2 separate regions of the Gossypium arboreum genome follow, and region 1 is linked to region 2. The links are chromatin contacts, called in public Hi-C maps. All regions are on one chromosome and are shown on one strand. Each heading gives the region's core, a stretch centred on a gene start, on an enhancer-like site or on the middle of the called end of the contact. The rest is flanking DNA. Distances are from core to core; before and after follow the strand shown.

Evidence for each region. A called contact is a pair of places that touch in the nucleus more often than the background predicts.
Region 1: a contact with region 2 is called in a Hi-C map of leaf, with 4 times the contacts expected there. The contact joins the promoter of LOC108461269 here to the enhancer-like site in region 2. A contact is called at or near these places in 2 of 5 Hi-C or Micro-C datasets (both in leaf).

What each region holds. Positions count from the first base shown.
Region 1 is chr13:29,012,047-29,017,754 of ASM2569848v2, forward strand. It overlaps LOC108461269 (clp protease adapter protein ClpF, chloroplastic), which reads right to left and starts at 3,907. Exons shown (of 8, transcript XM_017761060.2): 1 at 3,323-3,907; 2 at 3,130-3,189; 3 at 2,767-2,861; 4 at 2,441-2,613; 5 at 1,949-2,061; 6 at 837-882; 7 at 553-593; 8 at 65-470. The coding sequence starts at 3,658. The coding sequence ends at 312. It overlaps LOC108464508, which reads right to left. Exons shown (of 15, transcript XM_053024020.1): 12 at 5,241-5,310; 13 at 5,083-5,157; 14 at 4,896-4,988; 15 at 4,225-4,700. The coding sequence ends at 4,596.
Region 2 is chr13:28,967,527-28,973,341 of ASM2569848v2, forward strand. No RefSeq gene overlaps it. Among protein-coding and RNA genes, the nearest start is that of LOC108464554, 8.4 kb to the left of the region's middle. Within about 2 kb of position 1,820, at least 2 of the 2 cell types and tissues checked have an H3K27ac peak or open chromatin away from gene starts, as enhancers often do. A contact at or near this core is called in leaf, where this site is marked.

The DNA.
Region 1 (5,708 bases), core at 2,657-5,156, 47 kb after region 2:
GATTCAATTAAAATATTTTGAAATTTAAGCATCAATTCAAAATATAACTCATGGTTTTGGAGACTTGTGGTGCAAGTAAATCCGATAAAATTCTGGAAATTTTAGTAGAAAAGGATTCTTGGGGCAACTACCCCATTGCCTATAGAGTTAGAATTCACTAAAAAAATTTAACTGATGATATCTACATACCAAGCACCATTTCCCGGCTGGAAAGTATAAGAGAAAAGAAAGATAAAACGGCTATGCCTGAAACCAGTGTCTTCATCATATACTTGCTTTCCCACTATTGATGAAAATGTGGCCTAATTTGTTCATGCAGCAGCACCACCACCTTCGTCACCTTCGGGATCGAGGGGAATTTCATGGCGAGGCCTGTTGTACTTCTCACGAAGCTGCTTGATAGGGATGAAATCACCGGCTGCATCCATCCCGTAGAATAGAAAAGAAACATAGGGATGGTCAAACCGTCTCTGCACATGGATATAGGCAGCCACGGTGAATCGAAGAGGATGGTATCAAGTATTATGTTTTGTTAATTATAGTTCCACTCACCAAATCTGGTTGTTCTGGGGCTAAAAGATTCTCCTCAGGAACTGCAGCATAAAGAAACATAAATTGAGTTCATCAGTGGAGTAGCTACATGACTTTCAAAAAGTTACTACAAGACAAATATATCTAGCATTGCTATCAGAGGTAAGAACTAGGCAAAAAGATCATAACTTAATCAAATTAAAAAGAGATAACGATGAAGAAACTACCAATTTCAAACAGCTAAAGAGACAAAGGTAAACTATATCAAAAGGAATCAAGCCAACAGCAATACTGAAATGCTTTACCATATGCTACTAGTAGATTGGGGTCAGCATATACATCAACCAAGACCTGGAAAACAACACAGACCACATTAGAATATATGGTTAAATCAGCCCATTCTATATCATGCATGCTCTTTGTCGTAGTTGCTGCTATTTTATAGATTTGTATTTCAGTACTATGGAGTTTAACCCTTATTAGTGTACTCTAATGAAAAATCTTTCCGGGTAAAGCAAATTATTTCCTCCAATTTCTCAGAATCTTTGAACATTATCACTGCAATAAATCATGGTAAGTTTTGATAAAGTTTTTTTCTGAATAGGGACAGTCTACTTTTCCGGGCAAAGCACGCAACAGCTATCCCCTCTCTTTCTGTAGTACATGATCCTATCAATATTACAAGGAAAAATTGTCTATGATTAACTGACCTTATACCACATAAAAAGCATGTTCTTATTTAGTTGACAATGTAAGAAACAATATGAATGATAATTAACATTTTTTATAACTGAAAATTTTAAATAAAGGTTCTTTTATTTTTTGGTAATCTTTTTGAGGCAGGAAAAGCACACTCCCTGAATATTAAACAAAGAGGGCATGTAAATATTGTGGATGCCATCAGCGCATCCTCAATGCTGGAATGACCTGGCAATACACACTAACATGCACTAAAGGAAATAAGTTTCCAGTGGCAGAGACTAACTGGTTATTCAATTGATAGTCAGAACGGAAAAGCAATGAAGGTCAAGTGTATAAGGTCCAAATTTTGAACAATCATCAACTAGAAAATAGGCAAAGAGAAGTTAGCGCACTATTGAACTTGGTCATATTTGTTTATTGCATGGTAAAATCTTACAGGAAGCACTCATAAAGCCTACCAGGATTTTTCTGATCCAAATGCTTATTGTTTCTGTATAGAAATTATGTTTTATTGGTTTCTATGTCATAATAATATATCCATACCAAAAGAGAAAGTTCATTGACCATTGCAAAACTTAGGAGGCTTCAAGAAAAGAAGAGCAGATATAACAGGTCATACATGGGGTTCATTGCATTGAAAGCTAAATATTATCTCGATTATAAGAAAAGAATACTGCTCATTCCAGATGAATTTAAATATAAGTACTAATCAAACCTGATAAAATGGCTGATTAGAACCATGAGACAACTTTTCAACCTGTGCAGCTTCCATCCATGTACTTGATTCACAGCACACTGGATCCATCCCACAAATTACAGCTCGATAACCTGGATAATATAAACAAGTAGGGAATGACAAGACAAGAGGACAAGAACCTTGTATTAATGCTTGTCACAGTAAATCTCGATGGATGTAATACTTTACAGGGTTGTACTTCGCTCTCATCTTCTCTCTGTCCTATCTTTCTCTATCTTTAGAAAGAAGGGTGGGATTTTGGGGGAGGGAGAGGGAGGCTGAGCGAGTACAAAAGCTGTAGCACATCGACAAGCAATAGCATACTGAAATATAAAGGAATTATTAAATAGAAAAGGAAAAAGAAATCAATTCCCAATTGTGGAATTTAGGGTAAAGGGATGGAGGAGAAGAAACAAAGGGAGGACATTAATAGCTGATATAATTTACTGGAAATCATGTTTGATGGTATACCAAAAATTTTATGCTGAACTTTCTGTCCCAAACGAAAAGCGTATTGTGCCTTTTCATATGCCAATGCTTTTGCAGATGCAGCCAAAGATTCAGCCTCGAGTATAGAAATGTCATCCCGTAATTGAGCTGCCAAAGCATAATTTTCATTCTCGATTGCATTGTGCAGTTCTCCACTGCAATGAAACAAAGAAAATGAATAGCCTGAAGCACTCAAGTGTATCTAAATAAAAAATAAAAAAGAAGATACTCCAAATCCTCAATCTCTCATAAAAATCAATACTCTGCACTATAAGAAGAGTGCATATAACATAAGCGAGGGACCTCACCGTAGACGCACAAGACTTAGTGCCTTATCTTGAGCTTCACTCTTTGAGGACAAACCTCTTTTTGCTTCTTGCTGCTTGAGGATTTCTGCTTCAACCTTCATAGCAGAACACTTGTTAATGAAAAGACACTTACGTACACATGTCTCAGCTCCATTTTTTATGGACAAACTTGGATACACATTGTACCAACCAAGCTTACATAAATTCATGATACTAAATAATGAAATAAAGAACTGATGCATGCAAAATGAGTACAAAGAAAACTAAAAATCTACCATAGTAATCATTTCATTAACAACTAATAGCCAGTGGAAAGCTTCCAAAAGAGTCCAACAATTAATATCAGGTCTTCTAAGTTCTAACCTCAGTAAGCTTGTTTCTAAGTTGCTGTGCAAATTCATATTCTTCCAAGTTCAAAGCACGCTGCAAATCCACAGAAAAACAACATAAAAAATGACCGAATCCTATAAACTGAGAGATAAACAGAAATAACTATTAATAAAAGATAAAATTCATATCATAGATGAAAAAAAAACACAAGCTCACATCACCAAACCTGAACTTGAGTAGCCAAGTCTAATTGGAAAAAGAAAATCAGTATATCTTCATTAGCAGTCTCACTACGCTCTGAGCTTGCACCCAATTCCCGGTCACCTCCTTTAAACGGCCAACCAACTTTAACCCCAAAGTTCCTTTTCTTCATCAAATTGGGATTGCCATTAAAGTAAAAACTTGGTACATACCCATGCCTGAAATATTGTCTACTAATCCCATATTTCATATGACCTTTTCCAATTATCTCAAATTGCCGCCTCCCGCCTACTTCTGTTCCATAAATAGCCGTGTTTCCAGAGGTTGTTAAAGTACTGCTTAATGAAAGGGTCTGCACCATTTTTCTTGGAAAACAAAATGATTTTTTTTCCTCTTTCTTGATTGAAACCAACTAAAATGAAATTCTGGGCATTTAATTTCGTCCTCACAAAATTAATTTCAGGCTTTTTATATCAAAAAGAAAAAGGAGAAACTTCATTAATTTCAGGCTTTCAGCGACTCAGATGAAGGGAAGGGGAGAATTAAAAATAAACAAAAATAAAAATAAAGATAAAAAAAATTATATGCAATCTGTGGATTACAGGATCGAGTGTGTTATTGAACAGAATCCTGACACGTAAGATTCCTTAGGCCCGATAGGCCAGCAACCAACTTGGATCATTTCTTGCCTCTGTTACTGGGCTGGAGCAAAGAAATATTGATTCTATTTTATTCAAAATAAATTATATTTTTTTGATTATTTTTTAAATGTATTTGATTCAAATTGGATTTCTGTTTACAGGTTGAATTTTATTTTTACTTAATTTATAATTTCTTAGTTTTATAGTGCAAAAATAAATATTTATATTTTAAATGAGTGAAAATAACTTTAAAATGCTTTTTAAAAAAATAAAAATAAAAACGACAGATTTGAACGGTAATGATTCATTTAAAAATGAAGTACAAATTAGAATTCAAAGCTCAACACTTACAATCTGATCTGTCTAAAGTCGACCATGTCCATAATCGACAGATTCAAAACCCCGACAATCCCTTCCCCTCTTTAAAACATGCCAAGAAAGAGTCCACTTTCTCAGGATGTAGTGCAACATGTTGAAATCAAATAGAAAAGCTCACATCACCATGAAATATATATTATTAACAAACATATCATTGCTCAAAAAATAAAACGAAAAAAAAAGAAACATATCTACATGAAAAACCAAACACAACCAACCCACTACCTGCCTACAAATACAAGGTGATGAGGAAATCAAACCAAGAATTACTGGCTTTCATCAACTCTGAAACTGTGTATTTAAATGTTCTATGGTCGATGATATATGTATTTCGTTCGAGGGTCTACAATAAGACCCTTTCCACCGTTCACTTCTATATCGTGCCTGCAATATCAGTGTTAACCAAATGTTTAGAATCATTTCTATCAACATACAATATAACTAAGGTGAATCATGAAAAAAAACTGTTGGATAACTTGATTGGATTGTAGGACTGCATAAGAACATCCATTGCCAAAAGACTATAAATGATGCTATGCTTCGTTTTATATGATAAAAGGATAAAACTAGAACACTCAACTGAAACACGAAATCAGGGATGGTCAACTGCTCGCGAGGAACATATTTGAATTGCTGCAGAAGCCTATCAACATATACCACTTTCTTCCACACCTGTATATCATTTCCAAGAACATCAAGTTACCAAGATTCCTCAGCAGTGACATCAGTCTTCAAATGAGAGAAATAGTTAAGACTTAAGACATACCACCTTATCCACGAACATTTGCAGAGCAAAAATTGCAGTCTTCAAGTGAAATGTAGGATGGAGAACATATATTGCCTTTGCAAAACATGTAAAATGATAAAATAACTATTGTTGTGTATGAATACTAAAAACATTAGGAATAGAAAGTGCCTACATACATGCAGGTTACGTTGGTGTTTCCGACCAAGTATTTGCTGTAATCTTCTCATCCATCCCAAGTCTGGTTGGCTGGTTATACCAGAACGCGAAAAAAAAAAATGTAACATGAGCAGGGAATAAAAATTCACATCGAATTTAACCATAACCAAGAACGGTTTGTATTAATTAAATCAAAATTTCCTAACCAAGATTTTATTTTCCCAAGACAAGGCACAACCTTCTTGTTTGTTTTCATTGCTTTGAGTTATGCAATTTTGCTTGTGATTTTGTCAATGTCTAGGAATTGTTCTAATATTAGAAAATATTACATGCAACATCAGTGAACAAGTTGTATGAGGAGCTCGAAGATTGACTAGCTATCAGAAGTGTAAAGAAATTATTGATCACTCAGTAAATCACACACAGATTCTTACCCCATTATCGTTTGCTTCCTCTCTGTTTTAATATATGTTAACATTTGGTGATCA
Region 2 (5,815 bases), core at 570-3,069:
GAGGAAATGAAAAAGAAGTAGAAATTTGGGATTTGGGGTGATCTTCCCATGTGAGAACAAAAGATTAAAAACAAATATTGTTTGGCTAATGTGAAATATGGTACGGTATTAGATGGGATTGAAACATTGAAATGATTTTAGAAGACAATTCATTTTAATTCAAAATAATCCAACCAAATAATTGGAAACCAAAATAATATTTAATTTCATATAAAATCAGTCTTAAATTTCAATAAAAAGAGTGAGATATTTAGCGGGGTTGGATTAGAATCAATACAACTTAGATTTTTCTAGTTGAGTATAGAGCAAATAATTAATATTTAATTTGGGATTTTGATAAATACATTTTAAACAAATAATAGTAAATAATGTTCATCTTATATTATTTCGGGAAATAATTTATGTTTTTATATTATTTTGATGAAAATTTAGTAGGAAAAAAAAAAAAAAGGAAGAGAGAGTGGGGAGGATGGGGAGAAAGGGCGCGTGAAGAGGGATGAAGAAGATCTAAGTTTTGTAGGGAAGCAGAGGAGACAGCGTGATTGTCAGATCCAAAGTTGTATAAAATCCCATTGCCTTTCCTTAGATTCTCTCTTGCCCAATTGCCTTTCTTTCTATTATTATATCCACCCAACTCTCCTTTTCTTTTTTCTTTTTTTCTCTTTTTCTCTTTTTAATTATAACTCACCCCCTCGGCTATACCTCACTTTTCAGATTGGTCCCTAATTTTTTTTTTCTTTCAAAAATGGCACCTAAACTACCAATTTTGTCTTGATTTATCCAATAAACAATATCATCGAGTAACACATGAAATATTCTTATTAGATATCATACACTTCTTGGGTAAAAATGAAACGATGATTAAAGTGCTACTCTTGACAAAAAAAAAGCTTTAAGAACTAATATGAGAATTGGGTTAGAGCAGTAGTAGGCTTAATAAGCAAATGGTTAAAATATGCTCAAGGTGACTTTTATTTCAAGGATTTTTTTATTTTTTATTTACTTTTCAAATTTAAAAATACAAGTACAGATGTTAACTTCTCTTTTGTCAAATTTAGGTTTATTACAACATTTTAGTTACATTATTGTTAAGTGAGAATTTTTTTATTCTAAAATGTTATACCAATAAAGTTAATAAAAAATTTTACTGATATTAATAATTGGACATGAATTTTAAAATTTAAAAGTAGAGGAACTAAGTTCTAAATTCAAAAAAGTACATGGACTTATAACATACTTTAACATAAGGAAATTGACATTAAATTATAATCTAAAAGTATGTAAACTGTCTCATTTTATTTCAAAAGTGTGTGGCGTATGATAAAACATTCTTATTGGTTGGTATTAGCTTTTGAGGTAAAATGGGGCAAAATGAAATTTTAGGCATGGGCATAGTGTAGAGCCAATTTGCTTATTAAAGCTTATTATTTACTAATTTTTAGCTTTCATTACTAACAACAAGGAATATAATCCCCGATGCATATTTAATATTTTGTTTTTACGTAATCTTTAGGTTTATATAGTGTAATATAAGAAACATTATGTTTTTTACTGAATTATTTTATAAATTTATGTATCAATATAAAACCCCCCATAAACTTATTTTCTTTCAAATTTCAACAATAAAAAAATATTCACGTGCACTTACTGGAACCCTTTCTTTCTTTAAACCCTACCGCTTCAATACTTGAAATAAAAACAAGTGGTTGTTCAAACCCTTTGTGGAAAACAAAACCCTATCCGCTTCCTTGTAAACATCGTTGATGTTGTCCTCTGTTGCCACCATCCCCAAACAAAGCATGAAGTAATTGGGTGTTGTTAGTTTGCAGCAACACTAACTCTTCAAACCCTTTTCTGTTTTGCTTTTTTATTTAGTAAATAAACTTAGAGAAACTTGGAAAATCATGTAAGTAACCGTGTCAAAATTAAATTGAACACTGCTCTTTTCAATTTTCAATATTTTTTATTTAGTAAATAAACTTTAGACCGATTTGCATGTAAGTAAACGTGACTGGATGTCAAAATTAAGGGTGGATTTAAGACTCAATTGATCCAATTTTAGTGGGGAATTGGGTCAAGTTGGAGGCAGCCGGGATTGAATTGGGAGTGTTTGGAGGCTCTAAGTAGAGGTGATTATGGGCCGGGCTAGGCTGGGTTTGGGCCAGGTCAAGATAAAATTTTAGGCCCGTCTACTAGGCTTGGGCCTAGGCCCGGCCCAAAATATGGGCTTAAAATTTTGTTCAAGCCCGGCCCGGCCTGGCCCATATTAATTTTTTTTCTTATTTATTAAATAAAAAATTTAAAATTTAATAAATCAAATATATTTAAAAACATAAAAATAAATATTAAAACAAATAAAAATAATACTAAAACAATTCTTAAAACAATACACAAATTAACAATATAATAAAAAATAGTTATATTAAAAATTTAAAATAATTTTAAAAAATAAAAAATATATATATTAATATATAATTCGGGCCGGGCCCGGGCCAAAAAAATCTTACCCGAGGCCCGGCCCGTTTTCTAAACAGGCCTCGTTTTTTTGCCCAAGCCCATATTTCGGGCCTATATTTTTACCCAAACCCTCCCATTTTTTGGGCGGGCCTTTGGGTCGGGCTGGGCTGGGCCGCCCGGCCTATGATCAGCTCTAACTGTAAGACCTTTCCTCTTCAACCCACCTCCCTGTTATAAATACCAACCCTTCCTCCCTCAAGAGTTTCGTCGAGTAGAACAAAGCCCCAAAGCCTCCATCAACCATACGAAAAAAAGAACAAAGCCCCAAAGGCTCCGTCTGAGTACAAAAAAGAGAACAAAGTCGAAAACCTGATGGACCTGCGATACTGTATCCCTCCTGTGTTGAATTTGATCCTTTTTATGTTCTTAATCCCTTCCAACTCGGATGGTAGTTCCTCAATCTTTGTTCGAGAATTTTCTATTATGGAGCTCCCATTTTTACTTCTTGCACTCTTCTTCCTCCTACTATTCCTCTTCACCTCCGCCGACATCCCTCTCAACGTCAATCTCATCCGCTTTCGCCCAAGAGATTTTGCCACTGCTGTAAGTGCATCGCTACTAGTCTCCCTCTTTTACCCACCTTCGCTCTTCTGGCCCTTCCATTTCTTCCACCTCCTTTCGTACCCTTGCCATGGATTCTTCTTTGATATTTTTAAACAGCTTTTCTGCTGGTTTTATGGCCTCCTTCACTCACTTCCAACTTATGTCATCGGAATCGTCCCTCGCAATGAGGAAAATCCAAGCTCACGTCCTCCTCTTCCTCTTTGATGACATTGAAGTTGGACCTATAGTAGTTAAGAGCCAGTATAATAAAGCTAAGTGTTTAGATTTTATAATTCAGTTCAAAATTTGAGGGTGTGGATGTTGTATATAGCTATTACAACTGTAATTTGTATATGTTGTGGATTTAGTAAAATTTTAGTCTTGACCAAATAATAACAGTTAAATCTATTTGGTTCAATTATGCTATTAGTCCTGTAATATGCGTAAAGTTATAGATTTAATCTATGTTCTCCAACTGGATCATTCTTAATCGCTATATATTTTTTTTTCCAAAATTTTAGTCTTAATCAAGTTAGTTAGTATCGTGCCCGTGGGCATACCATTTTTCTATTGGTATTGGTACATATCAGTACTAGTGTACTATTTCGAGTTTATCGATTTTTTTTAAAAAAATTGATATATGTATATAAAAAGTATTTACAATTATCAAATAATGAGGTTAAATATATCTCAAATATAAAATACTCATCAAAATAAAATTTCGACTGAAGTGCTAAATTAAAGATTTTAAAAATGTCAGTGGCATGAGTTCAAATCTCATCGTATTTAAATTTTAAGATAAGAAAAATACTAATCAATTATATATAATATTCTTTAATAAACTTCACAAATGCAATCGATCATTAAATAAACTCAAAATAAACAAGTAAAAAATTATTTCATAAATTAAACTATAATATCATCTTATACTATACATATAACAATTCATAATTCAATAAATTCAAAATAAGTACTAAAATTTAAATTTAAAATATTTTTAAAAATATTTTTACAAGTAAATAATAAAAATACATTTAAATTTAAAATATATTTTAAAATTATTTTTTGGTATCGGCTAGTACACCATATTCCGGTCGGTATGCATCGGTACGACTGAAACTTGCACTAGAACAAAACCTCAAGTTTATTGTTCTAGTGTATTATCAGAACGATGCATCTGACCAAGATCTTAGTGGTACCAAAACAAGACTGCTCACGATGGTCTTAATGCAAACGACAACCATTAAATCTATTAATTTATTTCTTATGAGTAATTTATGAAAATAACAAGCCGACCTAATATTACATGTCACATGCTTAGAACTTTAGCGAAGCAAACATACGGCCTTAGATTTGGTATTTTGTTAACGAGTTTAAATCAACCTTCGATCCTCGCTTGGGAGAGGCTTTGGGCACACTTAGCCTAGGCAACCAATGGAAAACGGGAACCTAGATTAGCATAAGAGATGTAACACCCCTCACCCCACCCAATCGTTAGGTCCAAGTTACGGGATATTATAGTCATTGTTGGAGAAACTATAGTCAAACATACTGTAATTATTTTAAACAAAAAATCGTGTCATAAATACATTCATAATGTGGTATACAATTAAATTCGAGCCTTAATCAAGCTTACGAAAGCTCTTTTATTGACTCGAGCACAAAATAGGATCAAATTGTAAAGTTTTGAAAATTCAGGGCCGACATCACGATGTCACCTTCTCCATGTTGTGATGTCACTGAACAGTTTGTAATGTCACAACATCGAGTCTGTAACACCCCTAACCCATCTCGGTCGTCAGATTAAGGTTACAGAGCATTATCGTACAATCGAAAACATTAACATCATAATATTTAAATAAATTAAACTCATATTATAAACCATTCAATCTCATGCATTTTTTCCCTAAATCGAGCGTTCAAAGCCCTAAAAATGGCTTTGAAGCAATTCGAAACTAATCTAAAACAGAACAAAAGTTTTAAGAAAAAATTACAAAATTGGAAAAACAGGAGTCATACGGCCGTGTGATATAGCCCAGGCCATGTAACAATTGAACAAGGGACACACGATCGTGTCCTAGCCTATGTCCTCACCCATGTAACTCATTGAGTAGGGTCACACGGTCATGTCACACACTCGTGTGCAAGGCTATGTGCTAAGCCGTGTAACTCACTGTGTAACGGCCCCAAATTCACGAGTCAACGTTCGAGCATTGACCTAGGTTGGTGATGGATAAATTTGTTTTGGGATCAGGTTTTGTTGAAATTAATTTGGGTTAATTTTGGACCTTTTTATTAGAAATTAAGGATGCTGGGAAGCTTGTGTGAAGTAGGGGAAATAAATGGCTAATATGGTAATTTTACCATTTTTGAATACAAGTTTTCTCCCAATTAATGGGAAAATATGGTTCTGTAGATTGAGGTGAGGGATAAAGTGGATTTGTCCCCATTTTCCCTATATTATAATCACCCTATTTTTTTCTTTTTTCTTTTTCATTATTTCCATAGCTTTTACACAGTTCTTTTTACATTTCTTCATTTTTTTTCTTCTTTTTTCCATCTATTTTCCTTAGCGAGCCGTGTAGAAGGAGAGAGATTTGAGTAAGTTCTCACCATTTTTCATCCTCCGAATATCAAAGAAGTAAGGGTCTTGATCTAGCTTTTAAAGTTCCATGAAAAAAAATCTATGTTCTTCAAGGATGAATGTGGAGGTTATTGGGTGTTTGGGAGGGTTTGATTTTGAGGAAGTCTTTAC